Regions from separate parts of the Bos taurus genome. Here region 2 is linked to region 1. The links are chromatin contacts, called in public Hi-C maps. All regions are on one chromosome and are shown on one strand. Each heading gives the region's core, a stretch centred on a gene start, on an enhancer-like site or on the middle of the called end of the contact. The rest is flanking DNA. Distances are from core to core; before and after follow the strand shown. Region 1 overlaps LOC107133280 (a long non-coding RNA gene). Region 2 overlaps MAML3 (mastermind like transcriptional coactivator 3).

Region 1 (4,113 bases), core at 449-2,948:
TATGATGGGTTGACTTATTTTGGATGTGCAAAGATGTTTACTGAGCTTCTCACCTGAGACTCGACAATCCTGTCTCAGCGTGTCACAGTTAAGAGTTGAAAGGGGAGTGCCGTCTGTTGTAGCGTGTTTTGCAAGATGGCAGAAGAAAAATGTCTCTGTTACAATATGATCAGCTATCTGCATCTCCCCAGGGATTTTTCATGAGCCTAAGAAGGAAATCTTAGTCAAGTTCCCAAGGGTAAACCATCTTTGTCAAGAGACCACTGAGAACAATTTCTAAAGATGGAAGACACTCCTTCTGTGTTCCCAGCATCTGGGTTAGCACTGGGGGTAGAATGGAGGGCTGCTTAAGCCTTGCATCTCAGAAAAAGCATCTTCTAGTGAATTGTGGATAATTGTATAGGTTTTACATAGTAACTTATCACAGCAAAAATAACAAAATTAAGGAATGAAGATAATGTCCATATTTCACCCCTCAACCCCTCCTTCGTTCTACAGAGGGAAACGGGTGAGAAGAGAATAAAAGGGCTGCCGCCAGTCAAGGAAGTTTACACTTAACCCACCCCTCTCCGGCCTGAGTGCACACAACTCACTGCCTGGGGGGCTGTCCAGGCAGAAAGGACAGGGTGAGAGTCAGGGGGTGCTGGGCATCAGGACAACCAGGGCTCAGGATACAAGCTTTCTGGTCCCGACTGCATCTCTAATCATTTTCATGACTTTGGACAAGGCATTCTGCCCGCTTCCTGTGTACAACTGAGGGGCTTGGTCTAAGTGTTCTCCAAGGCTCCTAACAGCTCCTTAAAATTAGTATCTTTTTGGTAAAGTGAGTGTAGGGAGGTTGTAAAATGAAGCATGATTATCCCTGTTGGCTGTAAAAGAATAGGCCCTTGAAGGCAGTGCGAAAACAATCCACAAGGAATCCTTGTGATGGGTTAGGCATCTATACAGAAACACAGAATTGTGTGTTCTGCATAACACCAGTGGAGACACATGAGGCCATGTAAAACGGGGCTCAGGTAAGAAAGCCCACATCTTAACGCAGAAAATCAGGCTTCTGAACCTAAGCTGTGCCCTAGCTTCCTTACAGTCTCTCCCCGTGATAATGTAGCACCTTGAGCGCACAATTAAATGTCAGCCACAGAAAACATTTGTTGTTCCAGAAGGGGATTTTTTTGTCCTCAATATAATGGATATGCAGAAACAATGATAGAACAGACATTTTTTTTCTAAAGCGATGACAAACACACTGCTGCTTCCTCCCTCCCTCCTTTCCTCTTATCCCCACCCCCCAAAATAAATCATTGTTTAAAAAAAATCCCATTGTCTATTGTCCACGGAGATCAAGATCTGCCTAGGAACCGTGCTGGCGGGCTCGAAGCTGCCGCGAGCAGCCGGTAGGTGGCGCACGAAGGCAGCGCAGGCGGGAGCTCGGGACCCATCCCGGCGGGGGCGGTGGGGTGCGGGGGAATCTCACCACCCCACGCCCGCCCGCCGCCGCCTTCCACCCCCTCCTCACGTGCTAATTGCTGAATACTCTACTGGGACTTGGGTTAAGGGGAAAGAAAGCGGGAATGGGAGGTGGGGGAGGGAGGTGGGGAATCCGGTTCCGAATACACAAAGCCTCCGGGGTCGGCGGCCGAGGAGCAGGGCGTCCCCTCCCTTCCCCCCATCACCCAGCACCGCCCGGCCGCACCCGGCCGGGGCTCCGGCCAGACGGGCAGACAGACCACTGGTGGTGGGAGGCGGGTGGTGCGGGGTGGGGATCGCCGGGGAGAGGGGTCGGGGGGTGTGATCTGGGTTTAGAGCCCCACGCCCGGGTCCTTGGCTCACGCCTAAGCCTGGATACCTCCCTCTCTAGCTCACCTATCCAGAGCACCCCAGTTGCTGTTCAGCCGAGCATGGGGCTGCCTTCCGACTCGGGCAAGGCCAAGGCCAGGACCCGCTGCGGGCACGGCCCCCAAGCAACAGGGTCCGGTGGGCCCCGGAGTAGCAGGCTCCCATGTGGCTGCCTGAGCCCGGCTGGCGCCATCCGCATGCATCCCTCAGGAGGACTGGCGACCCTGCCCCTCCCGGGTCAGCCCGCGCTGAAAGGGCCACGCGGTCGTCCACGACCCCCAACCTCTGTCTAGTAGAACATGGTGTTACATGCTTGATGGCCCTAAAGTCAGACGCCTGGGTTGAAATGTGAGCCTTGACACCTGGGGTCTTTTGATCTTGGGGATGTCCCTAAACCCCCCAATCCTCCTTCTCCCCAACTATTAAAAGTGGCAGTAAAAAATAAAATAAAAGTGGCAGTAATACTTACCTTACAATAACGATGTGAGGATTTTTAAAAAGTGATGCTTAACTTAGCAGGAGGCCAGCCTAGAGTAATTTATTAACAACCCGACTCTCCTTGGAGCTGGACGATGATGCACAATTTGTTGCCCCCTGAGACCCATCTGGCATCTTTGTCTCCTAGACTGAGGAGCAGGGGGCCAAGAGATGAGCCGAAGAACATCCTTAGACTGGGCACTCCTAACAGCAGATGCCATCAGTTTGTCCCTCTTCAGCCCTCTGCCTCCATCCGTCTTCCTGCCCCTGATGCTGGGCTGCGGCAGTGTGGGGCCCCTGTCCTCTCCTTCCTCTTTCCTGGGTATATGTTTCTCTTCTCAGTTGGAAAGGTCTCAGAGAGTGTATAGGGCTCTGGGGTCAGACACACTCAGATTGGAAAATTCTGAGCCCACGTCTCCTAGCTGGGACATTGGGTATGTCATTTAACCTCCCTGAGCTTCAGTTTGCAGCTTTATGAAATGGTGGTCATGATTCGTACCTAAGGGTTCCTCTGAAGATTAAAGGAGATAAAGTTTCTAAACAGCCAGGTATATACTATCTGTTCAGTCGATTTTTAAGTTTACAGTTGAAATTAGGTCAGATTATCTTGCAGATCACTGGAGTTTCTGCAGACAGCCACCAAAGTTGAACCCCAGAACTACTACCGTTGAGCGTCTCGTCTCCCTTCTGAGTCAGCAAGCTTTATTTGCCCTCCAGGAAGAGAGCAGAAATCCAGTGAGGCCACATTCTCTTCTCCCCAGAGCCTCACAAGCATAACTCAGACACTTAGATAGGCTTACTCAGTCTTTGGGGTCACCAAAGGCGCATTTTAGAGCAATACTCCATCTAGAAGTTTCTCTGGGGGTGGGCCTTGCTTTCAAGCTGCATCTAAGCCATGGTGTGTGGCTGGATAGTCAGCGACTGGGTTACTGTCAGCATTTGTCACAAATGTACTTGCTGCTACACAGCAGAGATGTGGTGGCTAGGGTGGGACACTGAACCACCCCCTACTTGAGGCAGACAGGAAGTCAGGAACTGTTGACTGTTTTCTAGAAAGACATTTGGACATTTCCATCAGCATCAGATTTGTATGGCTCTTGGGAAGAGCTCAGGTATTTGTTTTGTTTGGGGGTTTGTTTGTTTGTTTGTTTTTGGCTGTACCAAGTCTTAGTTGCAGCATGATGGATCTAGTCCCCTGACCGGGAACTGAACCTGGACCCCTGAATTGGGAGCACAGAATCTTAGCCACTGGACTGTGAGGGAAGTCCCAGCCCTGGTATTTGTACAGCTCTTGAGAGAAGATCATTTCCCGTGGGCAGCAGTAGAGCCACGAGGCAGCCAAGGTAGCCAGCCTCCAAGATGGCCCCCAAGGACCCCTGCCTCCCAGTACTCATGTCCTGGTGTAGTCCCCTCCCTGTTAAGCAGGGTGACTTGTGTAACCGTGTGTGTGACTTCCAAGGCCAGTACATAAGAGACATTGTGACTTCCACTTTGCTGTCCCCTGTATCACTCACCATGGGGAAAGCTGGCCACCAGTGTCGTGAGAACACTCAAGCGACGATGTGAGTGGACATGGTCCACATGTCAAGGAACTGAGGCCTTCTACTGTCAGCCAGCACTGACTTCCCAGGGAAAGTGATGTGAGTGAGCATCTTGGATGAAATGGGTCCTCTTACCCCAGTCAGAACTTTAGGTGACTGCAGCCCAGGCTGATGTCTTAACCTCATGAGAGACCCTGAACCCAAAACACACCCTTAAGCCATCCGCAAATTCCTGACTCAGAAATGCGTGCGTGCTGTC
Region 2 (4,196 bases), core at 1,638-4,137, 240 kb after region 1:
TCCTTTTTTATTGAATATGCTTTGGCTAAAAACTCCCCTGTTCAGTCCTTTACTTAAATAGAGTATACCACACAAGAACAGAGGGAGAAGGTGATAACATAAGCTCGGAATATTTATACTAGTCATCCTGACCTGTGTTTGAACTAGGGTCATACATTCTCCTATTGAGCCAGCAGTGGCAGATGAAGACAGGGAGGGAAAGGTAGAAATTGATTAAAGTGCTTATTTAGTAGGTAGAGCCAGAAAGAGATGAGCATGTTTTATTGTCTGTTCTCAATTCCTTGAATCATACAAGGAAGAGACGAATTTCTCCTCTGACTGCGCCTCTTGTCTCATGGCTTCCTTCCTGGCCTACATGAATTTTGCTATTTCTAGAACCAAGTTAATCCATTGTCTTTTGCTAGGCATCTTATTGATCTTCTGTGTTATTAATATTCACTTTTGGCTGCCAGATTAGCTCTAACAAACCATTTATGTTTATTTTTAGTGCACTTAGAAAACTGGGATGTATTATCCAGATTGCATTCTGAATTGTGGCTACTAGGGACTTGAAGTGTCTCCTTTCTCCTCTTTCCCTTCTTTTTCCTCTTTTCCTAGGAATTTTATCCTAAATGGAAATGAAGGAAATCTACAATTATGAATAGGCTGATCCAATAGTGCTTTTTTTTTTTTTTTAAATCTCAGTATTTCTCTTCCCATAAAAACAATGTTCCTAGGCTAGCCCACTACAAAATAATTTTATCCATAGTGATTTTTTAAAAATTATTTATTTGTTTATTTTTGGTTGCACTGAGTCTTCATTATTGGATGTGGGCTTGTTCTAGCTGTGGCGAGTGGGGGCCACTCTCTAGTTGTATGCAGGCTTCTCACTGTGGTGGCTTCTCCTGTTGCAGAGCACGGGCTTTAGGGTGCTGGGCTTCGGAGCAGCTACGAGTGGTGGCCGCTCGTAGTCTTAGTTGCCCTGCAGCATGTGAAATCTTCCCAGACCAGAGATTAAATCCGTGTCCCCTGCATTAGCAGGCAGATTCTTAACCGCTGGACCACCAGGGAAGTCCATCCATAGTGATTTTTTTTTAATGCACTTTTGTAGCAAAAAGGAAGCAATTTTATTTCAAACATCATAAAATGTATTTACCCAGGTTTTAAACAGGTACCCCTCTCTCCTGCTCAGACTTGCTTGATAGAATCAGGGATACACTTTGGGTTACCCCAGGGCTATGGAAGCAGGGTAGTGTAGGATTAGATGAAGAACTTTGGAGCCAGACTGCTGAGGTTGGTACTCCATCTCTGACCCCTACTCTGGGCTCCTGGTAGGTAGGCTACTTACCTCTTCAATGACCCAGTTTCCACACCTCTAAAATGGGGATAATGATTGTAACTATCTCACAAGGTGTCCAGTACTTAGAAAAGTGCTAAATAAGTGTCTGCTCTCATTGTGATGGTGATGCAGATGGTGGAGATGGATCTAATAGGAGCAGTGGGGTTGAGGACAGGGCTCCAGCCAAACTAAATTAGGTAAAAGTCCTGGGATCAGTGGTTCCAGAAAGGAAGCATGTAATGTTAGGAGAGTTAAACTGGCCAACAAAGGGAAAGAAGAAAGACTGTCAGTGTAGTTGTGACCTGCAGTAGCATTAGGAAAAAAGGACTTAGAGAGGGAAGGAAATTCATGGGTCATTTTTAAAAAATGATTTAGGTAAATGACTTTGCTATTTTTCAGTTTTGAGACCAAGTCTAAGTCCTTGACGTGAAGTGAAGTGAAATGAAGTCACTGAGTCGGGTCTAACTCTTTTCGACCCCATGGCCTGTAGCCCACCAGGCTCCTCTGTCCATGGGATTTTCCAGGCAAGAGTACTGGAGTGGATTGCCATTTCTTAGCTACTTTAAATTTGAGTTTTCTTATTTTATAAACTGAAAATAATAGTGTTAACCTTGCAGAGCTATATAAAGTTTAGAATGATGTATCTGACATGCCTGGGACCTACAAGACCTATTCTTATGTAAAAGTTATCTTGTAAGGTACTTCTGGCAAAATCACTGTTTTGTTTTTTTTTTCAGCCCTAGTTCGTCTCTTTTATATCAGTAATCCATAGTCACTTTTGAAAAATAGAAAATTAAAAACAGTTAAGTCATTTGTCCAAGATCGCACAGCTACAAAATGGTTAAATTGGAATTTAAAGCTTGCAAGTGTAGCTCTAAAGCCCTTGCTCTAAACAGCACACAAATTTGTTAATCCCGATGGACACAGTATCACTGTTTCATTTCTTAGGACTCCTGGCACAGAAAAGAAACAGACTTCTGTTCTCCTCACCTTGTTTGTTTTGATCTCTATGTAACTGCTTGGGTACTGACAAAAAATGAAAAGGTGACCCACACCTTTGCTTTCCGTGCATCACATCTTGTCCAGGAAACCTCGTGTATCTGGCTTCGGTTTGTTTCACGGCACTGTGTTCCCTGCAATTTCTCCAAGGATGGAATTTTGCCTTGTCATCTGACCCAAGCCTAAACGTAGGGAAATTAATGAGAGTGAGCCAGTTTTTACAGGAAAGCTGACTCTAGTGAAACGTCTGTCCCCCCAGTCAGCTTTTTATTTGTATTTGATCTCCTCTGAGTGGTGTTTGGCCCTCCTCTGTGCAAGTTTTGCAGTTTCACTGTCCAACAAGCAGTATCTGGTAGGAGTTTTAATCAGAGCCTTCGCCCTTCTTTGTGCTCGAGTAAATCTGGTCAGCTTTCTTCATCGCCTCAGAAACAGGCCCCTACCCACTTCAGCATAGCTGCTCCATACCGGAAACCAAACACACAAACCTAAGCAAAGACTCCAATGCCAAGGCTTGTTTCTTTTCTCTTTATTCTGTGAAATATTTACACACCATTTACTCAATAGAAAACTGAAGCCATTATAAACAAACCCAGAAATAGGTGCTTTATAACCCCTGTGTGCGAGCTAGGTCGCTTCAGTCCTGTCCGACTCTTTGCGACTCCATGGACTGTAGCCCACCGGGCTCTTCTGTCCATGGGATACTCCAGACAAGCGTAGTGGAGTCGATGCCATTTCCTCCTCCAGGGGATCTTCCCCACCCAGGCATCAAACTTGCGTCTCTTATGTCTCCTGCATTATTAGCAGGTGATTTCTTTACCACTAGCTCCACTTTAGCAAAAACATTAAGTGGCCAAACACACAGACAAAAAAACAGCCACGAACAAGATTTCATTGTGCAGTTATTTTATGTGTACCTGGAAATGACGTTTTTAACAGCTCCTATTTCCTTCTATCCTTTCAGTTGTCTCCAAGTCTTCTCCCCACCCCCACTTAGCAAAAGATAAGGCTCCTGTTTACACGAGGGCATTTACATAGGCACGTCTTTCCTGGGGAAATATGGCAGCAGCTGAGACAGCACAGGCCTTGTTAATACTTAACATTGAATAAACAGGGCAGGTAATGACCACTGTGAATACTTCCCAATGCAGTACAGCAACACAGTTGACAAAGATCAGGAAGGAAAAAAAATGGCACTGCTTTTTTTTTTGCAGGGGGAAGAACTTTCTGAAATGAGACGTGAAAAAACAAGGGGCTGGCATACATCCTGTGTCTTACGGCCTTTGTCCCTGGGAGCACTGCCGAGCTCTCGCAGAGCTGCTGTTTAAGGATTTGCAGTCTCAGTACTGAGAAAGATGGGAACTTAGCGGCAGACTCTGTAGTACCAGGAAACCCTCTCTTTAAAGTACACAGACTTTTAATATTTCTCCAAGAAAATGAAGCAGTCAGATTAAGCTACCTCAGTATTATATTGCAGGCAGCCTTTTATGCCACCTTCACTGGGAACACTCCTAGCTGCCCATTGCACGCTGAAGCTGTGTGATGTGTCTTTTAGAGGACCTTGAAATATTTGCCGTAAAGGACTTTGGTACTTCCAAGAGTAACTCATGGGAAACACCTGTTATATTAGGTCGGGTTTTCTGAAAAGATGTGGAAGGGTCCAGTCTGTGTGCAGTAGAATGGTGAAGCTCTAAGATAGATTCAGGGCATCTCCAAGAAGCTTGCTTATCCTGTTGATCGTCTTCATAAGCGGGAACCGATCATCTGGGTGACCAAGGAGTTGCCCATCTTCCTATGCGAGAGATTTAAGAATCTTTTTGTTCATTCATTTGTTCTCATTCTTTCATCACTCTTGGATATTCCCTGAGCATCTGCTATGGAT

The links. A called contact is a pair of places that touch in the nucleus more often than the background predicts.
Region 2: a contact with region 1 is called in a Hi-C map of liver, with 4 times the contacts expected there. The contact joins two enhancer-like sites. A contact is called at or near these places in 2 of 11 Hi-C or Micro-C datasets (liver and skeletal muscle).

What each region holds. Positions count from the first base shown.
Region 1 is chr17:17,457,268-17,461,380 of ARS-UCD2.0, forward strand. The region is part of intron 5 of LOC107133280 (a long non-coding RNA gene); the gene reads left to right. Among named protein-coding and RNA genes, the nearest start is that of MAML3, 100 kb to the right of the region's middle. Within about 2 kb of position 1,699, at least 29 of the 102 cell types and tissues checked have an H3K27ac peak or open chromatin away from gene starts, as enhancers often do. A contact at or near this core is called in liver, where this site is marked.
Region 2 is chr17:17,697,729-17,701,924 of ARS-UCD2.0, forward strand. The region is part of intron 1 of MAML3 (mastermind like transcriptional coactivator 3); the gene reads left to right. Among named protein-coding and RNA genes, the nearest start is that of MAML3, 140 kb to the left of the region's middle. Within about 2 kb of position 2,888, at least 5 of the 102 cell types and tissues checked have an H3K27ac peak or open chromatin away from gene starts, as enhancers often do. A contact at or near this core is called in liver, where this site is marked.